4 separate regions of the Sus scrofa genome follow, and regions 2, 3 and 4 are each linked to region 1. A link is a contact called in public HiChIP or PLAC-seq and promoter capture Hi-C data. All regions are on one chromosome and are shown on one strand. The core of a region is the stretch at or near the end of the contact, and the rest is flanking DNA. Distances in the headings are between cores, read along the strand shown. Region 1 holds the start of PPME1 (protein phosphatase methylesterase 1). Region 2 holds the start of FAM168A (protein FAM168A). Region 3 holds the start of RAB6A (RAB6A, member RAS oncogene family). Region 4 holds the start of MRPL48 (39S ribosomal protein L48, mitochondrial).

The links. Promoter capture Hi-C pulls out the DNA fragments that hold promoters and counts their contacts. HiChIP or PLAC-seq counts read pairs in DNA pulled down with a chosen protein or histone mark.
Region 2: a promoter capture Hi-C map of liver shows a contact between it and region 1, with 8 times the contacts expected there. The contact joins the promoter of FAM168A here to the promoter of PPME1 in region 1. A contact is called at or near these places in 2 of 5 promoter capture datasets (fetal liver and liver) and 6 of 47 Hi-C or Micro-C datasets (heart right ventricle, liver and skeletal muscle).
Region 3: a contact with region 1 is called in a promoter capture Hi-C map of fetal liver, with 3 times the contacts expected there. The contact joins the promoter of RAB6A here to the promoter of PPME1 in region 1. A contact is called at or near these places in 1 of 5 promoter capture datasets (fetal liver) and 1 of 2 datasets of contacts at active chromatin or transcription factors (alveolar macrophages).
Region 4: an H3K27ac HiChIP or PLAC-seq map of skeletal muscle shows a contact between it and region 1, with 2.2 times the contacts expected there. The contact joins the promoter of MRPL48 here to the promoter of PPME1 in region 1. A contact is called at or near these places in 1 of 5 promoter capture datasets (liver) and 2 of 2 datasets of contacts at active chromatin or transcription factors (alveolar macrophages and skeletal muscle).

Annotation. Positions count from the first base shown.
Region 1 is chr9:8,511,235-8,514,829 of Sscrofa11.1, forward strand. It overlaps PPME1 (protein phosphatase methylesterase 1), which reads left to right and starts at 1,557. Exons shown (of 15, transcript XM_003357190.5): 1 at 1,557-2,119. The coding sequence starts at 1,572. C2CD3 (C2 domain-containing protein 3) reads right to left here and starts at 1,609. Exons shown (of 34, transcript XM_021062487.1): 1 at 1,351-1,609. The coding sequence starts at 1,405.
Region 2 is chr9:8,070,457-8,074,051 of Sscrofa11.1, forward strand. FAM168A (protein FAM168A) reads right to left here and starts at 1,555. Exons shown (of 8, transcript XM_021062480.1): 1 at 1,076-1,555.
Region 3 is chr9:8,197,081-8,200,675 of Sscrofa11.1, forward strand. RAB6A (RAB6A, member RAS oncogene family) reads right to left here and starts at 1,924. Exons shown (of 8, transcript NM_001243273.1): 1 at 1,439-1,924. The coding sequence starts at 1,508.
Region 4 is chr9:8,219,962-8,223,556 of Sscrofa11.1, forward strand. It overlaps MRPL48 (39S ribosomal protein L48, mitochondrial), which reads left to right and starts at 1,680. Exons shown (of 8, transcript XM_005667101.3): 1 at 1,680-2,275. The coding sequence starts at 2,084.

The sequences.
Region 1 (3,595 bases), core at 307-2,806:
TTGATTTTCCTCCTAGCAACCAAATATGCTTGACTGGTTTGACACAGGGAGCACGAGCACTGCACAGTTCCATGCTTCTGTTTCATATCCTCCCATCATTCCTAGAAGGAAAGGCATTGCCTCAAAACTGTGTTATTGTTACACAGTGTGGATAAGATTCATCCCCAAACTTCAGCTTTCATTCTTAACCTAATGGCCTAATGCACTATCACGAGTCCTAATACTGCTTTGCCTATAATATAAATAGGCAGACTCACCCAGGATTTTTTGTTTTGGTTTTTTAATATGTTTTTTGAAGCAGCCCTGTAGAGATTCAGTTTCGTTTCCTGATCTGTCCTGGGTTCCCAGGGTGACTGTTCTTGCTGCAGCTAACACTTTCCTGGTCTCTTGGTGAGCTTGCTTCTCCTTGAGCATGCTAACCTGATAAGGTTCTCTTGCTACACACTCTTTCATCTTAAATCCTTCAGAGAACTTCATGCCCTCACAACCCCGGCAACCCCCACCACTCCCCAGCTTTTCTTCCTTTTCCTTCACAACTATCCTTTCGCTACTCCCAGCTGTAGCCCTGGATGCTTTATGATCGTCTCACCTTCAGTCATTCAACTAACATTTACTGAGTCCAGCTTTGTGCTAGTTCTTGGGGATTCGGCAACGTATTAAACATGACCCCTGCCCATTAGGATCACTGCTATACTCTCCTCTACAACTTATTTTTTTTCCAGTCCCATGTGGCCTGCAAAACTACACCCTCCCCACCCCCATCCCCAACACACGTCTGACTTTATCAAAAACACTCCTAAATCATGGGGATTTAAATACAGCACAGTGACTACAGTTAATTATAGTGTATTGTCTATTTGAAAGTTGCTAAAGGGTAGATTTTAAAAGCTCTCCTCAGAAGGAAAAAAATATTTGTAACTATGTCTGGTGATGATGCTACCTAGACACGAACTCATTTCGAAATATATACAAATCGTTATATTGTACAGCTGAAACGAACAATGTTATATGTCAATTATAATCTCAATTTTTAAAAAGTAAAAAGCAAAACATTCCTACAATTTTTTTTTTTTTTCCTTCCTCTAGAAGCGTCCCCTTTTAACCCTCACTTCATTTACTCATTTTTGCCTCCTACTTCGGCCACTATTTCCTTTCCATTCGCAGGAGAGCCAAACGCCCTGTCTTTTCAATCTTCTGATTCCCTGGTTATTCTCCCTTCTCCAACCCCTTTTTAAAAAACAGGCGGCTGTGCGTATGGGAGGGGTGGGGGTGGCGGGGAGTCTGCCTAGAACGTCTGGCACCCTGCTCCCCTAACTCCGCCCTACCACTCTGCCCTCAACCTTTCGTTACCTCTCTTCCCGCGGCTGCGGCCGGCCCCAGGCCCCTGGGCTTTCCGTTGTTTCATGGCGAGCCCGAGCTCCTCTTCATCAACTCAAATCCGGCCACAGCACCCAAGCCGTAACCTCCCGCCATCCCTTCCCACCGCGCTTGCGTTCCCCAGCAACTGGCGCCGCTGGGCAGCCTGGGAGGCAGGAAGAAGCGACTCTTTCTCTAACAGTCCCCGGGAAGCCATGAGAAAGAAAGGCGGCATACTCCTTCAGACCAGGAGACTACAACACCCAGAATGCTTTGCTACACTACCTTCGCGGGGTTGGAGACGGTCTCCTCCAGCTGCGCAGGCGCAAAGGGATACTCCCTTTGAGGACTCCATTGCCCAGGGTGCATTGCTTTCAGGAGCACTTCTCTTTCCGTCTGGGATCGTGAAGTTCTCCGCTTGGGGTCTGAGGGGTCCGAGACTCCGTTACCCAGCTCCCTTTGTGAAGTGCTGTTGCGCACTTCCGGTGGAAGCGCAAGGCGAGGGGGTGGAGTCTACGGAGCCGGTGGGCGGTGCTGCCGGTAGCTGGGTGCTGTCCAAAGGCTACAGGGCGTCGCTAGGGGAGCGAGCTGTGACCGGTTGGGCCGCTCTTAGCGTGGGACGGAGCTTCGGCTACAGTTCGGCTACCTGCGGCCTCCCCTTCATGTCGGCCCTCGAGAAGAGCATGCACCTCGGCCGTCTGCCCTCTCGCCCGCCTCTCCCCGGCAGCGGGGGCAGTCAGAGCGGAGCCAAGATGCGAATGGGGTACGTGACCCATACCCCTTCTCCCTAGAGGCCAGGCCCCGGCCATTGGAGAATGGTGTCTCTGCGCGTTTAGGGCGGCACGACCAGGAGGGCTCAGGAGGGGAGAAGATGTTGGCGGCGGCCTGGAGACGTTTAGATGAAGTAGGAGGTGGATCTGGGGACTAGGGGAGGCGCCAAGTCAATGGAATTGGAGGACAAATAGTATTGGAGGGAGGGGAATGAGGCAAAGATTGAAGAGGCTGAGAGGATCGTGTAAGAGAGGTAATGAGGCACCCCCAGAAGAAGGGGTGGAGGAGGTTTGAGAAAAGGGAGATGAGCGGTGACAGAGGTGGAGGGAAGTCTGCCAGGGAGGGCTGAGAGAAATGGGAAATGACAGAGAAAAGTTGAGGGGAATTAGAAGAACCAGGGAAATATTAGGAGGCGTAAGAAGACTGTGAACACTAGGTGTTAGAAAAAGCCGACGGAAAGCGAGAACACCTGAGGCAGGGTTGGAGCAGACGAGAGAAACAGGGAGCAGAAGGTTCTAGAGAGAGTTCCTAGAGGTGTAAGAGGCAGATTCAGGGAGTGAGCGGGCGACTTAGAGATTGGGTCTCTTGAGGGGTACCGCGCAAGTGTGGAGAACAGGCCAGAGGAAAGATGGAGAACACACTCCAGAAGACTGTTGGGGTGAGATGTGCGGGCGGGGATAAGGGGAGGAGGGCTGAGGGCCTTAGAGACTGACCAGGGGCTCCACAGACGGAGAGATGACTAGGAACAGGGTTTAGGGAACGCAGGGCTGCAGAGCTAAGTCCAGGATGCATAAAGAGGGCGATTTGGGCAATTGATTTTTTCTGGGCTAATACATCTGATGGAAGCTATGTTTGGGTCTGATAAGATTCAATTAACAGAGTATGGAGTGTAGCCACTTAAAGTGTTTTAGGGGAAACCTTCCTTTACTGGGTTGGGAGGAGCTGTTTGCTTTGGGAGTTTTAGGTTATTGAATGGCTTGTGCCAGGTTCGGGGGTATGAAGGTGTAGAAGAGAGAGTATAACGTGTTGAACATGGGAGAGGTAGTTATTTGAAACAGAGGTAATTGAACAGGGAGTTGGTTTTGCGGAGTATTTGTAGAACCAGGATTCTGGAGACTAGTGACTGTAAAGAAAAAAGGGGTAGGAAAAATACTTAGGTCTGAGGTAGTCAAGTGTATGTGTTTGGGATTCTAAAGATAGGTTGGTAGCTATTTTTGGAATCAGGACTAGAGAAGAAAACCTTAGATTCTGAAGAGATGTTATGTACAAAAAATGATCAAAAAGGAGATGAAGGTAAGATAGGTAATGCTGTGAAAGCAGGTCCTAGAAACAAAGAGAAAGGAGAGTCCTATAGATTAAAATAGGTAGAGGGGTGGTTAGAATGATTGGAAAAACCAGGAAACTTTGAGGTAGAGACCTATGAGACACAGTAGAAAATTGAGAAAATTTTGACGGAGAAGATAGGTCG
Region 2 (3,595 bases), core at 305-2,804, 440 kb before region 1:
TACCTCACTATCAGCAACTACCTCTTGAGTCCTATCAGTTCATATCAGACATTTTCTCCAAAACTCCCTCGCCACCTTGGCCAAGGGATATTTTCTTCAATATATCATCCCCAACCTTGCTCACCACCTGCCACTGTTCCTTCAGTGTGTCCAGCCCAGAAGCATCTTGTGCGCCCTCTGCCCTGACCCCGACCCAGGGGGCCACCATGCCCCTTCCAGCAATTCTAAAATCACTCTAAATCCCATCCCACTGTGCTCTCCCCACCAAATGGCAATGCTTCTCTGCCCATTTTTCGGCCTAACTTATTTCCCCCCTCCTGCCAGCTCACCTTCACACTCCCTCATTGAAAGTCCCGCCCCCACTATTTCCAACCTCCATAAGCACTTCCCAGGAAACCCCCCAATTCTACCTACCTCTGCTCTCCTAAGCCACGCTATTCCATAAGTCGCAACAAATTCCACCATCCCCAGATGGCAAGCGCCCACTTCAAGCTCAGGTCTCAACCCAGGCCAAGCCCCTCACCCCCAGCTCCTACCACCTTCATCAGCCAGCCCGAGGTCCACCTCAAATTCCGCCCTCCTTAATTAACATCCCCCGAGGGTCCTACTAACCCTGTAATCCAACTCTCTATTCAAATAAACCCCCGACCCCGCAACCCGGCCCGGATCCCAAGCTGTCAATTGCTCCAGGCCAACCCCAAATTCACCACCCTCACGCAGTCCCCTCCCCCATTAGAAGCCATCCCCCTCCAGTCTCATCATCCATTTCGCCCCAAACCACCCAAATTCCACCCCAATCCTACAACCCCACGCTCCTGTCCCAGGTCTGGTCACTCCCCATTAAAAGTCCCCTTCCCTAGCCGCTCCCCCCCAACCTGCTAGTGTCCCACCCTCACCCCACCCCCAGCCCGCGCCAGGACAAGTCTCCCCGGCCAGCCCGCCGTTCCATCGCAACCTCAGCCCCCTTCCCCCAGCCCGCGAGGGCACTCCGTGCCCCGACTCTCATTCTCCCCAGTACCACCGGCCCAGGCTCAGGGAGAGCGGACCGGCGTTGGGAGGGGGGGGATCGCCTCACCGGTGAGCCGCTGCAGGCGAAAACGGCGGCGGCGGCGGCTGAGACGACGATGCCCTTGTCTTCTCTGAAGGCTACGGAGGCGACGCTCTCGCTCCCTCGCCCGTGTCCAGTAAGGAGGCGGATGGCGCGCAGGGACCGGGAGCCTCCTCCTCCTCCTCAGCGACTCGGCTCTGAATCCTCTGCAGTAGCCGCCGAGGAGCCCGACGGGTGGGGGGAGGGGACGCTGGGCTGCGGGCGAGGGAGGAGGAGGCTGAGGGAAGGGGCGGGGGACCGCTGAGAAGGGCTGGGAAGGAGGAGCCGGCGCGGCGCCGCGACACATCCCACAGCCTCAGCGCGCCTGGACCACAACTCCCGGCATGCCCCGCTCCGACCCGCGCTCAGCCTGCGCCTCCCGCCCCCGCACTCGTTGCGGAGGGACCGCTCTCTTCCCGGTCACAGACAATGGAATAAAGCCAGCTCTCCGCGGGGGGCTTTTGTAGACTCAAAGACCACATACGAGGGAAAATTAGGTCGCCCCGCTGCCCCATCCCCCAAAGGACCATGTTTGTGGCGTCTCTTCGCGGGCACGCGCACACTCCCATATAGACCCCCCCACTACCACCACTTCCCGCCGAACTACATTTCCCAGCATGCCCTCACAGCCTCGCGCCCTGCTTCCGGGCCCTTCTCAGACTCTGTACTACAGTTCCCAGGGAGCGTGGTTCTTGTGAAACGCTGGGAGATGCAGTTCTCAGTTCTTCCTCCATGTTAAGCCTAAGAAGTGAAAGAGAGAAAAAAGGGAAGGAAATATGCCAACCCATCGAGAACAGGCCTAGATAGACTAGTTCACCTTGGAGTCTGTACTCTTTTCGCCATCTCCGTCGCCACTGTCTCTCACTAGACAAACGCAGCGGCTCCTCCTGGTCTCTCTGCAAATCCGGACGATTTGGCACCTTGAACCCAAAGGAAAAAAAAAAGCGTACCTCTTGACGCAGCCTCATTACTTTTAAGAATTTACCTTAAAAAGAAAATCAACAATTTGGAAAAGATGAATGCACAAGGTTGTTATATGAGGTTGTTGATTATAGAGTCCATCCATAGGAACTGGTTAAAGTAAATTGCATATACAAACAATATACTACTAAGCAGCCATTCAAAATACTGATATGAATCTGTTTCTTGACATCAAAATCTATTCTAGAGCGGGGGAAATGCTAAGAACAGTATGTTTAGAATGATCCAATTTATGTGAAGCTTGGGACAATATAAGATTTCAGGAAAGAGGTTTCCCAAAATAATCTGTCATTATCTTGGAGAAAAGTGTCAGATTTCAAATAACTTTTATTTTAATATTGCCTGCATTGTTTAAAAAGAGCACATAAGTTTTTAAGCTTTTAAGACTATTTTCCAAAATATAATTTCCAAATTCAACAACAATTTGTCTTTGCTACCTAAAAGCTTTCCATGGCTTTCTGTTGCCCTCTGTGGTGATCCAAGACTGCCTGGTTTTTCTGTGAGCTCAGCATTTCCACTATTAAAACAATGAATGGTGGTCATGTAGAATCATAAAAGAACATTAAGTTAGTAGGGAGGGCTTTCTCAATTTTTATTGTCTCTTCTCAAATTTTTCCTTCTGGTCTTTCCACACCTATTTCCTCCTTTTCTCCTACTCATTCTTGAAACTCAAGCCAAAGTCCTACCCTCCCCAGAACATTTTAGACACATTGATTTTCCTTATATCTGAGTTCTTATAGCAATTGTTTCTACTCTTTAGGGATCACTGTGGGGAGGAGGAATGAGGCGGGAGGAACGAAGTTATTGTTAAGAGTCTACAAAGCAATACTTAAAGCATTGTCTGTAGACTGAATAAATAATCTTACACTTAAATATTGTTTCCTTCTGTGTGCAGCTTTTCTAGAACATGGAATGTTGTATCAGATGATTTCTGATTTAACATAAATCCTGCATTCGACTACAATATTTTAGATTTTATGTAATTTTTCCTTGCTATTCTGCAAGAAACACCAGAACATTTGAGTTCCCATCCACAGGCCTACCAGAAAAGCCCAGGTTGCTTAAATCAAAGGTTAATTTAGTCCAAGGTCCTGCTGCGGCCAATCGCTTCAGCAGCTTCACCCCACCTAAATCTAATTACACCCTTATGTCTTATGACTCATTTTCCCCAAAACAGTCATCATCTTTTTCCAGCTACCTTATTTTCCATCCTATACTCCCAGGCTTAAAATTTCAGGTCCCAACCCCTCGGCCCTGCAAAAATCCTAGACCTCTGCTCCCTTTTCTGAGAATGGTCAGAAAAGTGCCTGTGGAATGTTGTAGCCGTCCCTTCCCCTCTCTGAGTGTTCCACTTTGTAAACCTTTTTCACTCCTTCTCTTCGCCGCTTCTCCAGCTAGCAGACAGTAGGGGCTGGGCAGTCAAAATCAAAAGGGATGGGTCTCTCCAGCCTATCTGAGCTGGGGGACTATGTATGAGGAAGCTTACCAGACTAAGAGTCTGGGAATCAGATCCTAAAGCAGACCTTG
Region 3 (3,595 bases), core at 674-3,173, 310 kb before region 1:
AATCAAAAGAAATAAATGTCTTCTATAGCCTAACCTAAAACACCTAACAGATAACAATGTCTAATGACTTCGTAAGAACTAATCTCTCACTGTCTCAATTTTAAAGACAGCCAGGAAAAGTGAGAGAAAAACAATGAAGGGTGATCACCTCTAAACTGCAGAGTATGAAGTGTGTATAACACAGCATAAAATTGGAATTACCACAAGAAGTAATTTTAGAGACAGCAGCCATCACAAAATAAGGACCTTTATCTAACACAAAGTAAGGACCTTTATCTAACACAAAGTACAATGACGGCAGAAGCATGGTCAGGTAAACAAATGATTTTACTCATCAGATACAGTGGAATATTAACCATAAAAGAAGCATTTCGCCAAAATGGTATCATGTATTTATCTAACTTAGATAACCAGATGAAAAACCCATCTCTTCTCTCTCTCTTACTCCCTGACCCCAAAGGAAATCCTACAAAACAAAGATGTTCGTTATCCTAAAGCCTTCTCTCACAGGAATCCTCAATCTATCATTGGAAAATACTCAAAAAGAAATGGAATAATTAGCATTTCCCCAGTAATTCCTGTTTGCTCCACTGTGAGGAGAATCAGACCCCGCTTCGTGTTAAAACAGAAAAAGGAGAGGTGAGATGTGAAAAATTCCAAGTAAAACGATCATGACATAGCACCTGGCAGAGACTGGAAAAGCATCCACGCGGCCAAAAGGATCGTCAAGGATGAAAGTCAGGAGAAGAAAACGAGGTTTTCCAACAAGCCGCAGCCTAGCCCATCGGGTAAAAATCGCCACTGCCGCCGCCCCTCCCTCACTCCCCCACCACTCCATCCTCAAGTCGCCTCCAAGGCCGACGTGGACCCTCTGGAACCCAGGCCAACCCCCCACCCAGGTGAAAACAATCCAAGAATTTTCTAGGACTCCCCACTTTCCACCTTCCAGAAGATCTGCACTTCTCAGGGCCAAGCCTCTGGGGAAAACAACGCCCAGATCCCCCCTCCCGGCGCGAGGTTCCAAAGAGCCGGGTCCCGCCGGTGGGCCTCGCAGGGCTGACCGACCGGGATCAGAGCGAGGAACAAGGGTGGGGCTCAAGGAAGGGAGCGGGAGCTGGCGAGACGACGGAGACCGGAGGAAGAAAGGGATGGACAGGAGGCTGGGCGGGGTGAGGACTGGGGAGGGCACGTCGACAGGGGAGGGCCGGGCTGCGGGGAGAGGAGCCGGCGGAGTCGGGGCCAGAAGGGGCAAAATCCGCCCGACGGATCGCGGCGAGGAAGCACGGGGGGCGACGAGGGGGCGGCCGACGCGGGGCCGGGGCAGGGGGCGGAGGGCGAACGCGAGGGCCGCAGCAGCCTCCGCGGCCGAAGGGCCGCACTGGGGGCGGTGCGGGGAAGCCGCGGCCAGCTGCCAGGAGTGGGGGAGCCGCGCACTCACCGCTCTGCTCCCCCAGGAACACCAGCTTGAATTTCCTCAGCGGATTCCCGAAGTCTCCGCCCGCGGACATGATGGAGCCGGAGGAGCTGCGCCGCCTCAGCCCAAAGACCTCCCGGACCGACGCGGCTCCAAGCAGTGGACGGAGAGGCTAGAGAATGGGCGGGCGCCCAGCTCTCTCGGCCGCTGCAGGGCCCGGAGCGGAGCAAGACCGGAGGGCAGGGCCCCTCGACACAGACAGGCAGCCGTCGCCGCCGCCTCCCCTCAGAGCCGCCTAGCACCGAGCGAGGCCCGAGGCTGGGAAGGGAACGAAGGCGGTGTCGGAAGCAGCCAGGGGAGTGCTCAGGGGTCCGAAGGCCAGAGCGGCTCCCTTCTCAGCACCCGGCTCGGAGGCTGGGGTGAGGGCGGAGGAGCCGGAGCCGCAGACGCGCCTGGGACCTCTCACACGCAGCGCTTCAGCGCCTCAGCTGCCGCCGCCGCAGCCCAACCTGCTGAGTGCGCGAGCCTGTGGCGCGGCGCGGGGCGAGCCCGGGCACGAGCCTGCCGCCCCGCCAGCCCCAGCGTGCGTGCGTGCGTGCGTGCGCGTGCGCGCCACAGACGGCGTCTTCCTGGTTTAGCCTGCTTTCCCGGCTCCGCGGCAGCGGAGACCGGGGGTGGTTAGGTGTACGCTCGCGTCGGGAGAAGCGGGGAGGTGGGGTGGAGCCTGGAGGAACCCAAAGGGTGGAGTAAGGAGCGCTTTCGTCACTTATACGATGAGCCAATCGGAAGAGGTCAAGGGCGGGCAAGGATGGGAATGAGGTGGCGGCGCGAGAGCGCGCTCGCTGCCCTCGAGCGGTGGAAAGTGTCTCACAGTGGCGGCCATGTGTAGTGTGGCGCGTCCGAGCCTGAGGGGAGGAGAACAGAGAGAAGCGGGGTGGAGGCGGGGCCGGCGTGGAGGTGGAATTGACCCCTACAAGAGCGGATGAAGTCAGAGAGTACTAAGGTGTTTAGAAGGTTCCTAGTTCTGAGCCTTTAGCCCTGCCTCAGATTCCTGCGAGCCCCACTTCACCTATGCCCCCACCTTCTCCAACCTCTTCTTATAATTCCTGCCATGATACCCTCCTAGGTACATTCTCCACTCCTGCTCCCAGGAGTTTCATAACTACCAGAAGCAGGGCCTCCACGTTTTTACAGATGAGGAAACTGAAGCTCGTAGGAAGGAAATGACTTACAAAACCCACAGAACAGTAAAATTGAAGCCAGGTTTTGTCTTTTTCCCCCATTGAACTTCTGCAACCTGCTAGTTGATAAGACCATCCTTGGCCTGATGTGGCTTGGCCTTCTGTTAGCAACCTCTCTTCCTCAGATGGGCCAGCCCAGGTGAGCCCACCTTCTACTGTGATCGAAAAGGATTTAGATATCATGTAAACATAGGGTAAAACTGAGGCTCAGGTAGGAAAACAAGTTTGCAAAAAGGTCACACAACAAATTCGTGGTAGAGCATGCCCCTGATGAAGTGGGCTTTTTTTTTTTTTAACAGCCACACCTGTGGCGTATGGAAGTTCCTGGGCTAGGGGTCGAATTGGAGCTGTAAATTCAGGCCCATGCCACAGCTTCAGCCACACCAGATCCTAGTTGCTTCTGAGATCTACCCTGGAGGTTTCCACTTTGTAGGATCCGTAACCCATTGAGCAAGGCCAGAGATCAAACCCGAATCCTCACAGAGGCAAGGCAGGGTACTTAACCCACTAAGTCACAGCAGGAATTCCTGAAGTAGATATTGTATTTATTTATTGGGGTTTTTTTTGTTTTTTGTTTTTGTTTTTGTTTTTTTTGGCTTTTTAGCGCCATACCCGTGGCATGTGGAGGTTACCAGGCTAAGGATCAAATCAAGAGCTACAGCAGCTGGCCTGCGCCACAGCCACAGCAACACGGGATCCAAGTTGAGTCTGCAGCCTACACCACAGCTCATGCCAACGTCAGATACTTACCCCACTGAGTGAGGCCAGGGATTGAACCCAAGTCCTCATGGGTACTAGTCAGGTTTGTTACTGTTGAGCCACAGTGAGAACTCCCTCCTGAAGTGGACATTTTAAAGATCACCCAGTCCTCCTAAAGGATTCAAATCCCTTTTGAATCTGCTATTGGTGGAACTACCTTAAATTACACGTCTACAATATG
Region 4 (3,595 bases), core at 430-2,929, 290 kb before region 1:
CCCAGAGTGTATGAACAACACAAAGACGGATTTGTCTCTTACCGGATCGCACATATGTGGACTAGACAAGGAAGGACCAGACTCTTTGGCCTAGCCAGTATGCCCTTTTGGAAACTCATAGTTGCAGTCCTTTGCAGCAGAAGGAGCTCAGGTGCTGAAATCAGCCAGCTCAGCCCTTACAGTGTGACTTACGTAAACCAGGTAACCTCCGTTCCTCATCCATGAAACGAATGCAATGATCCTCAGCTCCACAGGGTCGGTGGGAGGATAAAATGAACATACATACCTGAAAAGATCTGGCCTAGCACAAACCAAGAATTCGAAAGTGTTTTTTTTTTTCCTATTTAATAATTGACTTCTGAAATCCCAAGAGCTTTTAGATAACCGGTCACTATGGTGGAGGTGTGACTTGTATGCTATTTCGCCAGGAAGAATTAATTGCCATCTCTGTCTTGCCTCAGTACTTTACACACAATTCTGCTATTTCATCTGCCACACTATATGATAATTATTGGTAACTTTCTCTTTCCCATGTTTGATGGCAAGTTCCGCAGGCACTGAGATCCTGTCTGATTAATTCATGCCAACATCTAGCACAAGATGTGGAGATGTGACTTCTAACCTTGACTTAAAGGCTGACTGACCCTAAGGGAAATTTTCTGCAATTCAATTGCCTCATAATAATTGATAATAACTATTTTTTTTTTCGGCTGCATTTGCAGCATGAGGAAGTTCCCTGGTCAAGGATTGAACCCGTGTCACAGCAGTGACCACACCACTGCAGTGACATTGCTGGGTCCTTAACCAGCTGAGCCAGGAGGGAATTCCTCTTTTGTCTTTTTGCAAGTAGCCATTCTAACATGTGTAAGAGGATATCTCCTTGTGTTATGATTTGCATTTCCCTGGTGATTAGTGATGTTGAACATTTTTTCGTATTATCTGTTGGCCATTTGTATGTCTTCTGAGAAAAGTCTCTCAGATCCTTTGCCAAATTCTAAATCAATTTTTTTTTTCTTGCTATCAAGTTCTGTATATATTTTGGATATTAACTTCTTGTCAGATGTAGGATTTATAAACATTTTCTCCCATTCCATAGGTTGTCTTTTCACTCTGTTAATTTTTTGCTGCACAGAAGACTTTTAGTTTGATGCAATCCCTCTATGAGCTATTTAAGTGCAGGGACCTTGCAATACTCATCTCTGTGTTCCCAAGGTTCTATCAAAGGACTGGTACAAAGTCATGCTAAGGTGATGGACAATGTGTATAAAATAAGTAAATGAATGTGGGCTGTGACATTATCTCATGTAAGAAGGCGCGTGTCAGAGGGAAAACATATTGCATAAATGAGACTGAGTTTGAAACTCATCTGTGCCTCAGTTGGCTGGCCCCAGATTTATCTCTGAACCTCCTGCAACATCTTCACATGTAAAATCCAGTGATAATATTTCACTAAGGAATAAATTATAAGGAGTAAATTAAGCGATGCTCTGAGCATAACGCACTGCACATAGTGGCCACTCAATAAAAAAATAGTTATTGGAGCCCCTGCTGTGGTGCAGCGGGATCGGCGGTGTCTTGGGAGCGCTGGGACTCGATCTGATCCCGGGTGCACAGGGGGTTAAGGATCCGGCATTGCGGCAGCTGCGGTTCAGGTTATGACTGCAGCTTGGATCTGATATCTGACCCAGGAGCTCCATATGCCGCGACGCTGCCAAAAATGAGGGGGGAAAAAAGGAAAGGAAAAAAGTTATTATCAATTATTATGAGGCAATTGAATGCCAGAAAGGCTCACTTAGGGTCAATTAGCTTTTAAATCGAGGTTAGAAGTCAGATCTCCACATCCTGTGCTAGATGCTGGAATGAATTAAGCAGGCAGAATTTTAGTCTCTGAGGAACTCCCAATCAAACACGGAAAGAGCAAGTAACAAATTACTAATATATAGTGTGGCAGATGAAATAGCAGAATTGTGTAAAATATTGGGGCAAGTCAGAGATGGCAATTAATTCTGCCCGGAGAAATAGCAGCGAAGGTGACACTCGAGCTGCAGTGAGGGCAGGGTCTGCGGGGATTTCTAGACACTGAATGTCAGAAGCTGCCGGAACCAAGGTGCTGCGGGAGTTGAATGCGTCTCGGTCGGATATTGTTACTGGACCGGATCAAGGCCGTTCCGTCAGCATTTTCAGACCCCCAGGGATCGCAGCTGCCTGGGCCGATCTTCAGTTGGCCCGACTGCACACAACGCGACAGCAAAGGATGAACGGAGCTCTGGGAAAGGTAATGTCGGTTCCCCGCACGCTGGGCGCGGGGGGAGGTGGTGAGGAGAGCAGAGCTGGAAGGTGACCGCAGGGCCGTCACGCCGCTGCAGACATCCGGGTAAGAGACACCGGCGAGCACAAGGCTCTTCCCGGCAGCACGCGCGGCGCCCTCTAGTCCTCGGGCTGCGCTGGGTCCTCCTCTCCCGGTGCTGACTCTGCGGCGCTATCCGCGCGCCACGCCCCCTCTGCGCAACCCTGGGGGACTTTGGCCTGGAGAGAGAGGGACCCCCGCAAGGAGAATCAACCCGGTTAGGCCCTGATAATATGTATGACCTCGAGGAGGTCATTTGATTTTTTTTGCTTTACGTCAGCAACTTCCAGGCTTTTTCTGAATAACACCGTTTTTACTTGCTGAACAGACTGGGTTGTGAGGCTACGTGGCGACAGGGGAAGGGTAATAATAAACTACATTTTTACTTTCCAAACCTTACTTAGGTGACTTCAATAAAACCCTGTAAACCACATAAATGCATTCTTTGGCTTTCCCTTGGCCTCTTAAGCGATTTAATAGATTTCCGTTGTGCTTTTTTCAATTGTATCTTGCTGCTTAGAATAATGACTTATTTCAGCAAATTATGTTAAACTTTCATTTGAGGGATGAATTTGGAGACTCCACTCTCATGATACATAGATCAGCGTGGTCATGGCTGCTCACAGATCTGCTAGTAGTCACTTTGGGGCAGCCCCTGAATGTCTCCAGGTTTGTTTCCTTAAAGAACAAACCTCGCTTCATCCTTAATGAAATAACTCACTGTTGTTCATCCTAGCAAAACTGTGAGAATTTGGCTAGATCTGGTGAAAGGATAATAGAAAATCAAAATTTCAAAACTTAATTCTGGAGTTCCTGGCATGGCTCAGTGGTTAAGGAACCCAACCAGCATCCATGAGGACGCAGTTTCCATCCCTGGCCTCACTCAGTGGCTTAAAGGTCCAGCGTTGCCCTGAGTTGTGGTGTAGATTGCAGACGCTGCGCTGCTTGGCTCCCGCGTGGCTGTGGCTGAGGCCAGCAGCTACAGCTCTGATTCGGCCCTTAGCCTGGGAACTAGCCATATGCCGCCGGTGCGGCCCTAAAAAGACAAGACAAAAAAAAGAGACAAAACAATTCTTAAAGATGGTCAGTTCATGGCTCCAGGATCTTGCTTGAAGAGCCTTGATTCTGAGGAATCGTGAAAGGGATGGATCATTTTTCCATTTTTGGCCATTCCGTACCCCTGCAGAGCCCATGGAAATCCGTCTTTAGGCCATCGCCTAAAAGATGCAAGGCATACAAGGGGGTGGG